Regions from separate parts of the Mus musculus genome. Here region 1 is linked to region 2. A link is a contact called in public Hi-C data. All regions are on one chromosome and are shown on one strand. Each heading gives the region's core, a stretch centred on a gene start, on an enhancer-like site or on the middle of the called end of the contact. The rest is flanking DNA. Distances are from core to core; before and after follow the strand shown. Region 1 overlaps Slc38a11 (solute carrier family 38, member 11). Region 2 overlaps Cobll1 (Cobl-like 1).

Evidence for each region. Hi-C and Micro-C count contacts between places; a contact is called where the count stands out from the background.
Region 1: a contact with region 2 is called in a Hi-C map of LSK cells, with 1.9 times the contacts expected there. The contact joins two enhancer-like sites. A contact is called at or near these places in 2 of 15 datasets of contacts at CTCF or cohesin (CD8 T cells and stem cell-derived epiblast-like cells), 23 of 484 Hi-C or Micro-C datasets (CD4 T cells, CD8 T cells, CD8 central memory T cells and 19 more) and 17 of 115 datasets of contacts at active chromatin or transcription factors (the 230-238 cell line, CD8 T cells, DN3 thymocytes and 12 more).

Annotation. Positions count from the first base shown.
Region 1 is chr2:65,332,144-65,335,220 of GRCm38.p6, reverse strand. Slc38a11 (solute carrier family 38, member 11) reads left to right here. Exons shown (of 12, transcript NM_177074.2): 9 at 470-631. Among named protein-coding and RNA genes, the nearest start is that of Slc38a11, 30 kb to the left of the region's middle. Within about 2 kb of position 1,325, at least 21 of the 459 cell types and tissues checked have an H3K27ac peak or open chromatin away from gene starts, as enhancers often do. A contact at or near this core is called in DN2 thymocytes, LSK cells, granulocyte-monocyte progenitors and 4 more, where this site is marked.
Region 2 is chr2:65,187,765-65,190,970 of GRCm38.p6, reverse strand. The region is part of intron 1 of Cobll1 (Cobl-like 1); the gene reads left to right. Among named protein-coding and RNA genes, the nearest start is that of Gm13594, 44 kb to the left of the region's middle. Within about 2 kb of position 1,385, at least 131 of the 459 cell types and tissues checked have an H3K27ac peak or open chromatin away from gene starts, as enhancers often do. A contact at or near this core is called in DN2 thymocytes, LSK cells, granulocyte-monocyte progenitors and 4 more, where this site is marked.

The DNA of each region.
Region 1 (3,077 bases), core at 76-2,575, 140 kb before region 2:
CCCACCCCCTCCACATGAGACCTGTTTCCCGGTGTGATTTTGTCAAACTTGTGTTAGTTCCACCAATGGTTAGTGTGTCTCCTAACTTGGAAGTCCAGTAAATGTCATAGACTTCTATAAAGTCTTGGCAGAAAGGATTTAGGATTTCGCTAGATATTTATAACTCCACTATGTCCCAGCTGCCAAATAAAGCAAGGTACAAATTTTCCTGAAGATAGGAAGAGGAAAAAATGGGAGAGTTGTTGGACAGGTCTGGTTTATGTTGAGAGTTACATGAAGTTACTAGGTAAGCCTTCTGTGAAGTTCCTTGTATGTAGGCCTTACGTTCTGGCTTACTTAGTGCTGTAAATTAATATATGTTCATTTGAGATATTAGATATTCTAAGGCAGTATACATCTCTCACCTTTTCAAAGTAGAAAACACAGTCCTGCTGTTTCCCGAGTAATGAGGTTTTCTTTTGTGTTCCAGCGTTCATTTGCCACCATAACTGCTTCCTAGTCTATGGTTCTCTCGAAGAGCCCACAGTAGCGAAGTGGCGCCGGATTATCCACACATCCATCTTGGTTTCTGTATTCATCTGTGTGCTCTTTGCAACGTGCGGGTACTTCACTTTTACTGGCTTCACTCAAGGTAACATGAGAGACTAAACCACAGCCCATCCTGGTGCAAGTGCACTGGTACCAGTCGATCCGTGTTCTGCCCGCTTCTGGAAAAGTTTTTCCAGGGGACTACCCCACCCCAGCCCTCTTCCACCCACACTCTCCGCTTTCTCCTCCTGCCTGTCTATCGTCTGCTCCACAATTTCTCTCTTCTTAACCTCTCAGATTTAGTTCTGTGATCCGTACTCTCTGCTCCCAGGCGCACTTGTTTGCTTGTTGCCAGACGTGAACTCTGGCTCCCCTCTGCTCTGTACTTTTCCTTTCCCGGGTACTAATAGCCTCCCAAAGTTGAAGCTGATAACCTTTCCGCCTTTGGTCTCTCTGAACCTTTCTGAGTCAGCTGTACTGAACTGCCTCCCACTTGAGGAAAGAATAACTGTACTGTTACCACTCTTCTTTTTCTGTGCTAATATTTTTGTTGTTGTTTTCGTCCTCAGACCTTTCTAATCTCCCACGCCACTCAGAGATTGGGGTCCTGCTTTTCCATTGACAAATAGTCTGCGTGATCTTCCCATTGCCCTTGAAGCCCAGGCCTGTAGGATGTTTCTGCTTAATTGTCTCATTCTGGATTAAATCAGCAGACATCACCTTTCCTATAAAGCCAGCCCTTTCCCTCCCTGCCGTCAAAGTGACTTCTCTTTTCTTGTATCTCGTGGTCCCAGTAACTACGTGGTCCCCGTTTTACTGCTTTTAACGCTTTCATCCAATCATTAAGGGTTTAGTACTCAGGGTAGCCTGACAGCAGCCAGATGCCATGATCCACATATCCCGCAGCTTTTGCAGGTCTAGGATCTCACTTGACCTTCCCACAACCCTTTGAATGTAAGTGGAATAACTAGTTCTACTTCCTGCTTACACAGAAATAGAAGTAACTTGCCCCAGCTGGCGGGTAGCAACCAGTACTCGTGTCTACTGATGCTCAAACTCAGATATTCTCCCCGCCCCTTCTCTGTCTGCCTCCCAAGTTTTGATCTGCACAGATCCTCTAGTAGTCTCTTAGTGTCCAGCTCTTCTTGGCTTAGTTTTCTGTGTCACTGTGGTACTCTTGGTATGCCTTGGTCTGAATACCTGTCATAGATCACCATGATTATACACATACATTTCTCAGAAAATAAGAAAGATTTTTTAAAAACTGAATGATTAATGTGATACCAATATAGTAATATGTATATATATATTATACACACATAGATAAATGTACATATACACACACATATACACACATATATACATATATATATACACACATATATATATATATACACACACACACACATACGTGTGTGTGTTCTACCTGCTCTAGGATAGTACAGTTAAAAGCAACCTTGAAAGTCTTGATAAGAACTGTTTCAAACACTGCCATTTACCAGTCACGATTACTACATAGTATACCAAGCTGAATGGCCTAAGGGTTCCTGATTGCATGGTAACCTTGGTTTGTAAATGTCTCTCTGTTTTTGCAAGTGACATCTTCATAGTGATTTTAGCATTGGTAATTGCCATGCTGTAGTACTTATAACAGCTGTATGTGGTCACTAACACCTGTAATTCCAACACAACACACAGGGAGTTAAGGCTGGAGATGTGTAGCCTGTGCTATAAAGTAGTGCTTTATCCTATAAAAAAAAAGTGTGACAGGGGCTCTTTAAGCTGAGTGTGGCCACATGTGCATGTATTTATTCTTGGGCATGAGGAAGAGACAGTAAGATCACTTGGGATTCCTGGCTGCCAGCATAGCTTCAGTGAGAAATTCTATCTCAAAAATAATAAGGCAGAACATGATTTGCAGTATACCTGGTGTTCTCTGGCCTCCACAGTCCATGCACAAACCCACACACATATATGTATATACTACATATATTCATATACAAACACATACACTATTTCTCACACATATCTCCATATAAAAAAGGCTGACCAATCTTTGATGTCATAGTTTTTGCCCTTGTTTTTGTTTTTTCTTCACTATAATTCCCTGACACACTTATACTCAGGCTGAAATCAGCCAGCATTGCTTCTTTAGCTCATTTTACTTTAGGTCAATTTTTGCGTGATCCCACTGTGAGCCTTGAGATTGTGTTGTTTACTGGAAAAATTTGTTTCTAGTTGTGGTGTGGCTCAGCCCTTGGCACATACCTTTAATCCCTCTGGCTGGAATACAGACATGCCCTTAGTACACCATTAACCCTAGACAATGAAGATAAAGTTAGTCTGTAGAAGGAAGCATCCATGTTTGAAAGTGATGTCTAATTGAGTGGCAGACATAATGATAAATCAGAGAAAGATTTGACAGAATAGGGTATGCTCAATTCTCACCAGGAGAGGAAAGGAAAACTAAGAGAGAGCAGTGTAGAAAAGGAGAGAAGGCAGTTTTACAGGGACAGTTGTACAGAGACAGGTTGTAGAGAAAGAATAAG
Region 2 (3,206 bases), core at 136-2,635:
TTTGTTCTATGAGGAGCCAGTGGGGATTGGTTCTGGGCATGCTTCTACTTTCTTAAAGCCTCATTTGCTGTGTGTCTGTCAGGCTGTAGTTTCCTGAGTCCAGACAGGGTGACTTTAGAACCTATGAGAGCAAAGGAGCCCTCAAAATTAGCAGCGTGATAGGCTGTTTCATTCTTATGTTAAATGTTCTTATTATTTCTTGAGACATCATCTCACTGTGTCACTGAGGTAGGTCTTGAACTCCCGAACTCAAGGAATCCTCAGGGTCCTGGGTAGCTATAGTTAGAGCATGTGTGATACCAGGCAGTATGCTGACCTTTAAAAAATAAGTCCTTGAGCGTCAGGAGTTGAAGGAGGCTTTTGTCTGTTGTCTGCGTACTGGTTTTCTAACTTGAAGTGCATTAGAGAATGTCCATTACCTTGCTGGTAAACCATTTCAGGACTGGAGAATTCAGCTTACTGGACGAACTTTCCTTACTAGTAATCTCTCCCTTGGTTAGTTCTGACTTTTACTTTGGAGGTAGACTAAGTTGTTAGACATTACAACAAATCATCTTCTAGACTTTATGATTATATAATGAAATGGTTGAGAGCTGGGATTGTAGCTCAGTGGTGGAGTGTGTACATAGAGTGTTGGAGGGCCTGAGTTCCCGTCCCTGCATCACACACCATCAGTGTGCACCGCCCCCCCCCTCACACACACACACACATACACAGACACACAGAGACACACACACACACACAGACAGACACACACACACATCTTATACATAAAGGAGTTGCACACTCATTTGATCTATTTCATATTTTAATATGAATGTGTGTTTTCAACTTTCAGTTTCAGGAAATAAAGGGATGAACATACACTTTTAATATTTTTGTCTTTTTTGGTTTCTAGAGTTAGGGTCTCAGTACGTAGCTCTGGATGTCTTGGAACTATGCAGACCAGAGTGTCTTAGAACTCAAAGAAATTGGCTTGCTTCTCTCTCCCTAGTGCTGAGATTTAAGGCACAAGTCACTACTTGAGCTGATGCACACTTTTAAACGGAACAGAATTTCATGAGAAACTGTAAAAAGGCTGGCATCTTGGGGTAGAACGGTCTTTAGGAGCAGTGAAGCCAGGGCTATCATGTGCAGGGATGCCATTCCTGTAGCCAACCAGAGACATGACGCCTGTGCTAAGGTCAGCAGGTGGGAAGGCTGCTTCTCAAGTACAGTTAGGATCCTGAATCACAGAGGACCACAAAGGGGACTCTCGGTAGCTCAGATCCTGTTCATATAAAAACAGCATCTGCTTTGCAGCTTTTACACTCAGCAGTGACTGTACGGGGTTCCTCTCAGAGGCAGAGCACAGCGGCCTTGCTGAGATCATGTCCTTCCTGCTCTCTGGCCTGCAGATCTGCTTAGCAGAGCCCCGGGCGGAAGGGAACCTGGGCTGGGGAATACTCTGGGTTTTGGGTCTGTCGTTCAGGAAGGTACACAGGAAGGAAGCTGATGCTGGGGTTTACCCAATCCACTGTAAAAGTGTGATGAGATGTTTGCTGGTTTCCATAGCCACATTTCCTGACCTGTCTCGTCCCCAGCCATCATGAAAATGTCACCTTTGGTCCTTTTATTAGAGTCCCATCGTGCAGAAAGTTTACTCAGTTTCTGCTTTTCTGTATACTTAGGTGAAAAAGAACTCTTATCCATGCCATGGGTGTGTTCTCAGTGAAAACACATTAAATGTGATTAAGTTGTAACACTTAGCTTTAAGGTTTTTTTTTTTTTTTTTTTTTTTTTTTTTTAGCTTTAAGGTTTTTTGAGAAGCTGATTTTTACAGCACGTGGAAGGAGTTGAGGAATGCCAGGAAAAACTATATGTAATACATAACATTTTATATTATATCTTATATACTGTATTTGTGATTATATAATACCATAATTTAAATATATATGCATAATAAAAGTGGGCTACTCAGAATGATGCATTATATAGATACAATATATACTTACACATTTATATAACTTATCTGAATGGAATGAAACCTAGATGTGAACTTTGCTGGGGACTTTGATGAAAGAATTCTTTGAAGAGGCAGTTACAAGCTGATATTTTAGGTTCTGCAGAAACATGAGAAGGAAGGAAGTTGTTTCTAGGCTGGGTTTGTGGTTTTTTGGGGGATGTTTTTAGATCAAGTGCCTTCCTAACACGGCTTAGTCTCACTTAGTTTCTAGAGAGACGTTTTCCCTCAGTGGCCGGTGATGTCCTGTCCGCGCTCTGATTTCACTTCTGAGATTCCTCGTGTAGTTTCTATTTTCCTATCTCCCTAGCAGCTTTTCTATTTACTGCACAAGTGCTGGCTCCCAGCACACAACATAAGGGGCACAGGTGAATGGAATTCTTTGTTCTTGATTAATTACAAAGAGTATGTGTATTTTAATGTTTTTTTCCTTCATTTGTATTTTTATCTGCTTCATCTGTTTTTCTTACTGCTTTTGAATGTAGAAGAAGAAAGAAGAATGGTAAGCCTAAAATGAAAACAGAAGAAAACCAGGGCTGGGGTGGGAGTGGGGACCAGCTGACTGTTTTAGAAGCATTCAGAGTTGCATAGTTAACCAGTGAATGTCAAGTGTATGGAGATGTAGCTAGTGGTCTCAGCTGAGAGTCTCTCAGGTGCACTTGTTTTTTTGTTTTTTTGTTTTTTTAAACTGTGTCCTTATAAAAAGAAGAAATTGAAGAGAGACTATCTACAATTAGTCTTAACCTCTAAGTTTTGAAAAGAATTGACCTGTAGGCTCTAGGTGGATAGTTAAGTACTAACACATATTCTCACCTGGTTGGAAATTCAAATAGAAAGAAAGAAAGCTATAAATCAAGTCCTTTGAGAATCAATATATTAATCTAGAGATTAGATTGCTCTTGGGCTCTTGTCTTTCTTTCTTTTCTTTCTTTCTCTCTTTCTTCCTTTTTCTTTGTGTGTGTATATGTGTTTTGTTTTGCTGCTTTTCAGAAACTGTTTGTCTGACAACACCCTCTCTGCTTAGCCCAGAGTGAATGATGGCTATTTTGTATTTTGTGTGCTCTATTTTTGCTTTATGTCTACTCACTCTTGTGAACTGGGTATGAAAATCCCTGACTGACTGCCTTGGTGGGTGATGCCACTTGGCCAGCCACTGTTGCTTACTATTTTGCTTGCCAATCTACTATGAGCCTGGTGATTTTCC